Regions from separate parts of the Xenopus tropicalis genome. Here region 1 is linked to region 2. The links are chromatin contacts, called in public Hi-C maps. All regions are on one chromosome and are shown on one strand. The core of a region is the stretch at or near the end of the contact, and the rest is flanking DNA. Distances in the headings are between cores, read along the strand shown.

Evidence for each region. A called contact is a pair of places that touch in the nucleus more often than the background predicts.
Region 1: a Hi-C map of liver shows a contact between it and region 2, with 2.2 times the contacts expected there. The contact joins two enhancer-like sites. A contact is called at or near these places in 3 of 5 Hi-C or Micro-C datasets (brain, liver and neurula embryo).

What each region holds. Positions count from the first base shown.
Region 1 is chr1:79,211,856-79,217,064 of UCB_Xtro_10.0, forward strand. It overlaps abcg2 (ATP binding cassette subfamily G member 2 (Junior blood group)), which reads left to right. Exons shown (of 16, transcript NM_001045762.1): 2 at 1,093-1,301. The coding sequence starts at 1,105. Among named protein-coding and RNA genes, the nearest start is that of abcg2, 6.3 kb to the left of the region's middle. Within about 2 kb of position 3,351, at least 3 of the 11 cell types and tissues checked have an H3K27ac peak or open chromatin away from gene starts, as enhancers often do. A contact at or near this core is called in liver, where this site is marked.
Region 2 is chr1:79,175,580-79,180,872 of UCB_Xtro_10.0, forward strand. All of the region lies in intron 3 of LOC116411451 (a long non-coding RNA gene), which reads right to left. It also overlaps a transcript of abcg2 not described here. Among named protein-coding and RNA genes, the nearest start is that of abcg2, 30 kb to the right of the region's middle. Within about 2 kb of position 3,807, at least 5 of the 11 cell types and tissues checked have an H3K27ac peak or open chromatin away from gene starts, as enhancers often do. A contact at or near this core is called in liver, where this site is marked.

The DNA of each region.
Region 1 (5,209 bases), core at 2,101-4,600, 36 kb after region 2:
AAATGCTAACTTGCTAAACATTTCTCTACTGGCAGAGCATCTTCTTAGTGTGAGAGGGGAAGTGTTGAACTTGACAAACTTTTTTTTTTTTTTTGCAACCTACTGTAAATAATTTTTTAAAACTGTTCTGTATACTTATGCTTATACGTAGCAAAAACCACGAGCCCAAAAGCTTTAAAAAAACAAAAAAACACATGGGAAACTGGGAAAAAAAATCAGGTGTTTTTATCATCAGAAGAGGTACAGCCTCTGGGGGTGGAAAAAATATAGGCACCCCCAGTGATTGTAATCACTTACCTGATACCCCAGGCCAATGCTCTCGTTAGCAGAAAACCGCACCGGGGTACCTGCGACTGAGCGATCCTCTTCTTTCTCCTGTCTTCCTCCCACTTGCACAGCCAAACTTTAACAAAAAAGCCTAACATTTGGCAACCCCCCCCAAGTGATTGTACCTTTCCTTCTCCTTTAAATCAGGGAAGCAAGGTAGACTATACATTTGTATCTGCCCAGTAAAAACATTTATCAGTTGGTGAAACAGTAATCCACAAAATACTTTAAAGAGTTTCTCCGTCTAAAAGAAAATTTGTGATAATGTTTATATAAAATCTTCTTTTATTTGCGCTGGATGATGTCTAATTTCATAATGGTACAAATCAAGTGGTTCATTTAGAAAGATAGCAAACGATGGATTGACTTCAACTTGGTATATACTAGCAGAGTTTAGACAAAAATTTCTGCACCATGATTGGCTCTTGAAATACTTGAAGAATTATTTATTGTTGACAGCAGTGTAGTATCTTTTAAGTTTAGTCATTAGCTTTTAGCACAAAATATAGTAAATATTCTATAGTGTTGTGATTACAGACCTGATTTTGGCCTCTTTCAGTTTTGGATCAGTCTGTGGGCCTAAATTATCCCAAAGTGATTGTGTGCACGCTTTACAATACTTTACTGCAATCTTTGCTACATTAAGGGAATGTCACTAAGTGATTGCTTTAAAACAAAGCTGTGTTTTTTTTATTGCATTTTTGCTCAGTTGAGTAACTATAGAAGTGGACTGTTCCTTCTAAGATCACTCTGCTCTTTCTTCAGGACACTATCAATATGACACACGAGCTGCCCCAGACCGTTGTCCAGATATTGGATCCTACAGTGAATGGTGAAGTTAAGAAAAAAGGTCGTAAAAAAACACTTTCAGGAGCTGTCTTAAGCTTTTATAACATCAACTACAAAGTAAAGGTGAAAAGTGGATTAATCTGCTGCAGAAAAGTTACGGAGAGAGTAATACTGAATGATGTCAAGTGAGTTTGCATATTTTTTCTCTTTATTATTATGATGAGTTACTGTGGATAGCCGTGAAACAAGCTGTTGTACATCGCAGATGAGGAAATAAAGAGGAGCCCTAGCTCCTGTACATTTTTTGCTGTTTCAACTAAACGAACAGAACAATAGAAAGGTTGCCATACTGGTATTCATCCAGTTGGCCTGAAGGCTGATTAGTACCTACAATTATTTGCTAGTGTTTGGCCACCTTTAAACTGTTTGCTTTCCCTGTTTGTTTTTATCCAGTAGTAGAGGATTTATTTGTGTCTGTGCTTCCTATGCATGTATCGTTAAAGTCAGCATGTGGGTCTGAATATTTTATTACATTTTTGTAGATGAGTAGGGTTCATGTAATGCTAATACATTCATAGTTCTGTGTAATATTCACTAGAAAGACATTCCAATACATGGATTAAAATCTCTTTATCTTTATAAAGGTGTTCTTTGAAATGGATGCAAAGGAACAGCTGGTCTTTCCAGTTAAGGAATTCCATGCTGAACTGGAAGGATGCACTCCTCCCTTTCATTCCTTGCTTAGGTTAAGTCTGTAAGAAAGATAAAAGTACCCAGACTAGACAATGTGATGGAGTAAATGTATTATGTATGCACATGTGTATACTGCTGTTTATAAAGTTAAGAACATATAGTGCTTTATATATGCAAGAACTGATAAGTCAAATCAAAAGTAAATAGTATCTGTCGATATACATACATGTATTTGTGAATTATATCTGTCACTGAACAACCTAGACACCCCATTAATGTATTTGATAGAGGAAACCAGTGGTCTAATGTATGTAGTCCTATTTGGTAGAGTAGACCTTTCATAAACCTACATAAAAACCATACTGTTTGCTTGTTACTTTCATTTGGTTATAAAGGATTGTGTTTGTACACAACACCAGAAGGGTCGCTCAGCTTGTAAATGAGCCATAATAAACACTATTCAGACAACCCTTGGATCTGGTTTTAGTACATAACAATTACCCTTTAAGCATAAATATTGATTACAGGTGTCAGGGAATGCTGTGAGTTATAATGTCAAAGTTCTGTTTGGTATATCTATTAGGAACAATATGAAATACATTCATGGCATATTTTGTTCTACAAACACAAACATCTATAGAGGTGATTGCTGTATTATTTGGCATGGTGTAACCTGCCAGTGGTGCCAGTGCACCATTTCTATCTGGTGCATCAAGTGTATGAAAAACCAATTCCAGTGTTTAGCAGCCCTCAGAGCCATACTTGTAACAATCCCCAAATCAATAATCTATAATTATGCATAAGACCTGACTATCTGTATACTGCTTTTTTTTTCAGCACAAAAAAAAAACCAAAACATAATTTTGTCACAAAGCTAAAACCCTGTATTCATACATTGAATATTTAAAGTACCACCAATTCTTTAAGATGCATTAAGATCTCTTTATATTTATGATGATGTTCTTTGAAATTAATACACCCAGCAGCAAAGTAACAGCTGGTCTTTCCGGTTAAGGAAACCCATGCTGAACTGGAAGGATGCACTCCTCCCTTTTTTATTCATGCCAAGACTCAGACTATAAGAAAAACAAAAAATGCACGTGTATACTGCTATTTATAAAATACAAACAAATACTATAAAACTACACACAAATACAAAAGTGCTTTATATATGCAATATGGAATGATGAGCAAGAGTTGATAGAATGAATGAAAAGTAAATTGTATTTCTAAAATACTTAAATCTGTCAATAACCCACTTGCATACCAGTTAAGTTTGGAAGCAGACTCATTATTACAGCTAATTGCTGTATTTGACTATCTATAACTAGTGGTCTTCCTATGTGGAAAAGTAGACATTTCATAAACCTATACAAATATATTACTGTAATTGCTGATTGGGAAAATTATATCTTGCAGACTACATTATTTGCTGAAATTAGTATTTCTTTTTTTTGGTTTTTGAATGTATATTAAAAATTGGTACAGTTGGTAGTCCTCATCTACCCTGCAACTGCACAATCCAGTGCTTAGTGGTATTTAATAGCTGTGTCATGCTGAGATTTACTGTGTCATGTTATTGCAAATTTCACTGACTTGACTTCTCCATATTTATTTTTGGTTTCCGCCTATATGTTGAAATAAAGTCATATGAGGTGTTATTTAGCACAGCAGTTTTAGTAAAGGTACATTTTTAAATGCTTTTTTTTAGATGTTAAAAGGAGTAATCTTCTATAATTGTTAATTATGGAATATAAGAGCCTATTCTGCGAAATTAATTATATTTTTTTAAACATTCCTTCCTTAAAAAAAATACTGTTTTGTCAACTAAAATTTTGGGTTTGTAGTAAAGGTCTTTCTGATAATAGGTAATTTGCATTGGTGTCTATGAATATTGTCATTGCTTGTTGAGTACATACCCTGACAGGGAACACTGAGTAAAATTATTCCTGTAGTGGGGTTTAGTTAGCATCACAGACAATTACAGATGTCAGTCATTTTTGAAGACAAAGTTTTAAATTTAAAGTTAACAATATAATGTTCATTACTGGTTATTGTGCTTTATTGTTACTTTTGCAGAATGTTGTATAGTGGGGAGGTTTACCTTGTGGTCCTTCTGGTTTTGTTAAACTGCATCTGAGCATGTTGCCTAGTGAGCAGGCCTTGTATCATCTTTGCTAAATCCAGGTAGTTGACTGCAATTTCTAAGGTAGTTATCAAGTATAGATTACAGGTTTCTTAAAATACTGTATGGAGCCAGATCCAAAAATGAGTCCAATGCTGTTGGATCAAAAATACTTTAAATGCAGCGAAATTTCCTTCTACAATTATACTAAAATGTAAGAAACATATTTTAAAGGAATCATGTCATTTTACATCTAGAGTCGCTAAGCGGACTCTAGATATGAACTAAATTGCAGTGTTTGCCCTGACTGAAAATGAAATGTATGTCAACATGGTATCCGCAAATGTGGAAGTCAGAGAGTTCACAGCTACCTTTCATCTGCTAAGATTTGCTTGACTGTCATCTGACTAAATATGCATTGATGATGTTTATCATCCATGTAAATTATGAAATTAGACTATATCTGACCAGATGATTGACTGGATAACAGACAAGTCCACTTTTGCATGACCCTCTTAATTCTGATGTCTGAGGAGATTGATTTAAGAGCGAGTGGAGAGAGGAGAGTGATTTAACAGAATTTGGACAGGAATGTTCTGACACTGAATCCCTAGGGATACATTTAGGCCTTATCTTACTTAACCCTTCCGGTGAAAGTTTACAGCCAGTACAAAGTCATAGAGATGATTCTCAAAACATATATGCAAACATCTTCAGACCAAGTGGTTAGTTATTAATTATAATACTCACTATGTGAGAGGTGTCTGATTATAACTTAATGTCATGACCTCAAAATGACAAATAGCTATTCTCTTACTGTTGTATAATAGGGCGGGGATGTCAAGTAATGCTTGTATAACTCTTTTTCTTGGCACTTGTTTCCAGGGCCATGTATAATTTAACTCCATCCAATGCTACAAACTAGGAACTGATAGGCATGGAACTTGCTGGGGACTGCAAGAGCAGTGTTTATTTTAACCAGTTTAATAGACAATATACTGCACAATACAGATGAAAGCAAAAGTATGGGCACCCCTTGCCAGATAACACATTCAGTTGATTATTTTGTAAATAACAATAGCGAACAGTAGGGCCATCTACCCACAGATTTTCAACGATGCTTAGGTTACGTGACATCTTTCCACTTGTCCAGTGATAAAAACTGTTGTGCAAGGTCTCTGGTCCTGAATTACCTTAATCTCTGTCCCTCAACAACAATGGGTTTCTCTAAGCAACTGAGTGAGGCTGATTGAAATGAGGCTAAATCATGCCTGC
Region 2 (5,293 bases), core at 2,557-5,056:
ACACCATTTCACAGCAATTCTTCTATTTTTTCATTCTCCGTGCGTTCCAACGTTTCGGTCTCTCCTGGCACATTTCTCAAGGTCAAGGTCCTTGATAAAGGTCCCAGGAGGGACCGAAACGTTGGCACGCATGGTGAATGAATAAATAGAACAATTGCTGTGAAATGGTGTGCTGGTCCTGTTTATAGGTATTTACATATTTTGACTTCAGCACCCATGTTAAACTGGTTTAGAGTGTGGATACACAGCTTACATACAATAGTATACAAAATCAAAATACGGATGCAACTAGGTATTTTTACTAACAAAAAACGTAACTTTTAATCAGCATCATTTAAAAGAAAACAGGTCGACATTTTGGTCATTGGGGACCGAAAAAAAAAGCAGCACTGTGGGTTAGATGGCTGTTTTAGAAAGGAAAGAAACAATACACAATAAATTACTTAGCAAAGAATTTCTGTCAGTGAATAAAAGGTATATGGAAATAAGGCAAAAAAGCTGTAGGGGTATAGAGGGTACTGTACATGTACCACATGTCACCAAATACAAGATTAACATGGCAGTTTCTTTCACGCTTTGTGTATCTACACAAATACACATTAAAAGATAAAATTATGCACATCAGTGAAAGTCTGACAGGTTGTGATTGGTTGAAAATTAAATGAGATCACCAGGGATTTCTAAGGCAGCAGAAATAGGTTGTTAGGACAACCAGGTGCAATAGAGACTATTTCTACACACTTTGTGGTTAGCATCGCACGCTCCTACGGCTCCAGTCAGTACCCAGGCTCAGAGCAGGTAAGAGGAAAATAACCTTATGTGCATCTGACCAAACAGTTTAGCTGTATTCTTTTCCCCATTTTCTTTTTCTTGTGGCAGTATGGTAAGATTAGTACAGAGCAGCACTGAGCAGTTTTAAGGGAAAACCATACCCACACTCCTCCTGTAAGTGTCAGTTCCCTTCCTCAGGACCACTTGCCCACACTACAACTGCAGTGCTGCCAAACTGTAACCGTGTATCTGGATGTGTCACCTCTGCTATCTGGCTCTCTGGCACAGATTGCTAACCAGAAGTATGTGCCTTGGAAGCCACAATCAGATCAGCTTCCATCGCTTATGGCCGTGTTTAGCAATGATTGCCATTTTAATCAAATAATTCAAATTTGTAAAACTGGTCACGCCAGTCCCCCCTGTCCCTCTTGCCTTACTTTCCCCCCAAGGTAAGGCAGACTCTGTGGCCCAGGCCCTCCTCGCAACCGCTGTGTCTGCTGTTAATATAGTTATGCCACTGTAAAAATTATTTTCTTTTTTCGCAGTAATAACAAAACACTACCTGTTACTTGATCCCAACTAAGATATGTACAATTCCTTACCGTGATAGGAGACTGAAGGCCCTTCTCATTAGAGCTTACAATCTAAGCATTGAATGAATATGTGATATGCAAAATATGCCATCTGCAAAATATCTGCCCCATTACATGTCAGGCAGCTCTGTCGTGAGTGAACCTTGTACTGTGCCATTATTAATAGGCAATCAAACAGAGGCACAAGGGATGGAACATGTCATGATCATATTCTGCTATTAAAATGACAGAGTTGGAGTTGATGTATTAAAGAGGACGCAAACCTGTCTTACAAATCTCTTGTTTGCAGCAACTTAGTGCTACAATGTAGGCATCCCATAGTTAACTAATGATAAACGAAGATTATTTAATAGTCTTACCAGTGCATCATCAGTCAACCAACAGGTGAATATGTACAGTTTAGGTATGGTGATATAAAAATTATGTTTGATGGGCTAGGCAACAAATCTAGCAGGGAGCTTGATGTGTCAGTGGAGAATCCTTTTACACTAAGGGGCATATTTATTATGCTGTGTAAAAAACGGAGAGAAAATTCCCATTCGCCAGGCTTCGCTGTGTAAAAATGGCGTAAAAATGGTGTAAAAACAGCGTAAAATCGGCGTAATTGTTTTACGCGTTTTTTCTTCCACCGGAACTTATGGAAAATAACAGCGTAATATCCGGTGTTCAGATGTCGATCTTTTCCATTTATTTTACACAGCTTTTTACTCCGTTTTTTCAGCGAATTAGTTTTACACAGCATAATAAATACGCTCTTAAGTGGGCTGTCTGATGCCAATTTTCAGGCTCAGGATGTGATTTCCATTAAATGTTTTCAGATTAAACCAATCCTTTAGTCTTGCAGTTTTTCTCATAACATTACAGATGAAAGATGGGAAAAAAAGATTCAGATCAGTGTATAATATCCAGTAAACCAAACAAAATCCTTGAGAAAAAAACCCTAAATGCTTTATTTGACCGACTCCTAATTTGAGCACAATTGTCCCAAAACTGGGGCTCAAAAAAGTTCAGTTTAATATGAGCTAAAATAATTAGTTCAGCGCCACAAAGTTACATAAAAATGGCTGCAGATTCAGCCAAAACTAACATTTCTTATTTAGGCCTGAGGTGAGGTTCTGCTGATTTTTTTAAAAAAAAATAGAAACAGATACAGAATCATGGATGCTGTTGCAGGGTTTTGTTTGTGTGGCAACAAGAGAAGCTTCATTTGATTTGTGCAGATTACACCCTGTGTCCAAAATCTAAAATCGAATTTGCGTCTGGAAGTTTTAACTGCTTCTACCATACTATGCTATACCTTCTCATGTTTTTTTTTACATATGCAAATCGATTATTGAAATTTCAAGTATAACATGCTATACCTCTCTCATCTATTTACATATGCAAATCAGTTGCAAACTAAATGAATTTGCTTTCCTCATGTTAAATATGCCGTATGTCAGTCAGTGCTGGCCCAAACTGTTTGTGCCCAAGGTGGGAGCCCATTTGACATCCCACCCCTCCTCAGTTTTCCCCATTTATCCCTCATACTCTGGTCTGCCTGCCACAAAATGACAGGCAGACCAGAAGAGGCACATGCCTAGCGCCCTACCACCATTGTCCCTAGGCACATGCAGAGCTGTCAACCTCTGAATAGCATAATATTTACAAAGACGCTTTATAAAAACCACAACTTTAGGTGAAACTACTGTGTAAAGTAAAGTTAAAATAACCAAATTATTTGTCTAAACCACTTCAAATGTACCAGTTTCCTAATGTACCCCCATATACAGTACCTTATATAAGTATGCCACTATTCAAAACTATAGCTCTGACATTCACACCTGCCTTATGATAAAAATGCTGTTACTATGCACTGGCCAATTATTATTGAAAAATATACTTTATTTTTTCAAATATTTTTCATGTTTTTCAAATATACTGTATATATTTATAAAAACACACATGCACAGGTGGAGTTAAATTGCTACTACAACAACAATAAAGCTTCTTACTCAGTGATGTTATAAGCAGGCTATGAATACGCCTGTGACAGTCCTGAATGGATAAATGGATAAAAATGTATTAACATTGTAGACAAACATCACCAGTCATATTGCTTATAGCATCCAATTAAATCTTTGCTTTTGTTTTCTAACTTGTAAGGTAGGTAGGAAGTCTAATTGCTGATTAGTTGCTATGGGCAACATCCCTGGTTATGTTTATCTCCATTGTTAATAAATTTGCCTCTAGCAGTGCCCAGGGAGACTCCATTAATTACTAAGTGGGCACACAGTCACTGACAATCATGTTACTTCAGGTGCCTGGGCACTCTGCACGAGTATAAACAGTAAGGTGGGCAATGGCGCTTCCGCCGCCTGATGCAGTCACCCCTGAATCTCTCACTAATATAGTTTTCATTGCATGCAGAACTGCTCCAGTTTATCCTTGTGCAATACTTCTCCTGTCTGCACGAGGGAGCTAAAGGCCAATATTTGATCCTGTTACAACCACGCATATAGAGATAAAAAGCAAGGTGTGTGTTTCTGCTGTGGTTAAGTGCAGATATATTTAACTTCCCAGTAATTTAAATTTATTAACCTATATCTTTATATATTTTTTTACTAAATTGTAAATGATCGCTCTGACTCATTTAAAAAAAAAGTATAGATAAAAATTGAGTGATAAATCAGCTCCAATCCTTGTGCAATACTTCTGCTGTCTGCATGAGGGAGCTAAAGGCCAATATTTGATCCTGTTACTACCACGCATATAGAGATAAAAAGCAAGGTGTGTGTTTCTGCTGTGGTTAAGGTACAGATACATTTAACTCCCCAGAAATATACATTTATTAACATATCTTCATATATTTTTTTTTTACTAAATTGTAAATGATCGCTCTGACTGGTTTGAAAAAATATAGATGATAAGTGAGTGATAAATCAGCCCCAATACTGATAATAACATAATTTTTGGAATATGAGACTATAAAACAACACTCTTTAAGATTAGGTTAGATTAGGACCCACAAACATACATCATTTGTATTTGCTATGTTTAAAAGGTGGGACCCTGGGATCTACTAAATTATAAATTCCTGAATAGCATTGTTCAAAATGATGCAAGGCATTAGGAAACTAAGCCTGAGGAGGTATAAAACTTCCATAGTATTACTGCTACACCCATCATACCCTATATATTACCAACAGCAAAAGGGGAAAAAGCTGACTTGATCTTAAATTTGTGCTCTTTACCTTTTCAAAATTTGCAACCTGGATGCAAAAAGATTCTCTGGTGAGAATTATCCCTACCAGACCTGCATCAGTCATCTCATTGTTTTCTGCTTGTAGAAGAGATATGGGATCTGTTATCTGGAATGCTTGGGACCTGGGGTTTATTGGATAATGTTTTATCTGTAATTCTGATTACCATACTTTATATCTACTGAAAAATATGTAAACATAAAATAAACTTACAATTATTGTTTTGCCGCCAATGTATATTTCTAAAGCTTAGTTACTATCAAGTACAAGGTACTGTTTTATTATTACAGAGAAAAGAGAACTCATTAAAAAAATATTATCTTGCTTAAAATCAACTATAGGAGGTGACCCATAGTAGAAAAAAAAATACAAATTTGTGTCAATAGAATAATAGCCATCAGAGTGTGCACTTTACATGGAAAATGTGCCCATGATTGGCCATACTTGGACAGATTTCAGGCAGTTCCTTCAGACCCGAATAGGCATATGAGGATATATTATATATATATATATATATATATATATACACATATACATATTACATCAAAGGAAAAAATACAGATTTTAGAATGTGCTGTTAAACATGTGTTTGCAGAGTTAATCAGCCTCTTCCACTTTTTATTGGAAGCAGGGCCCCTGTCCAGAAAAGCAATTATCCCTGCAGCTGATGCAGCCTGTGTATCACAT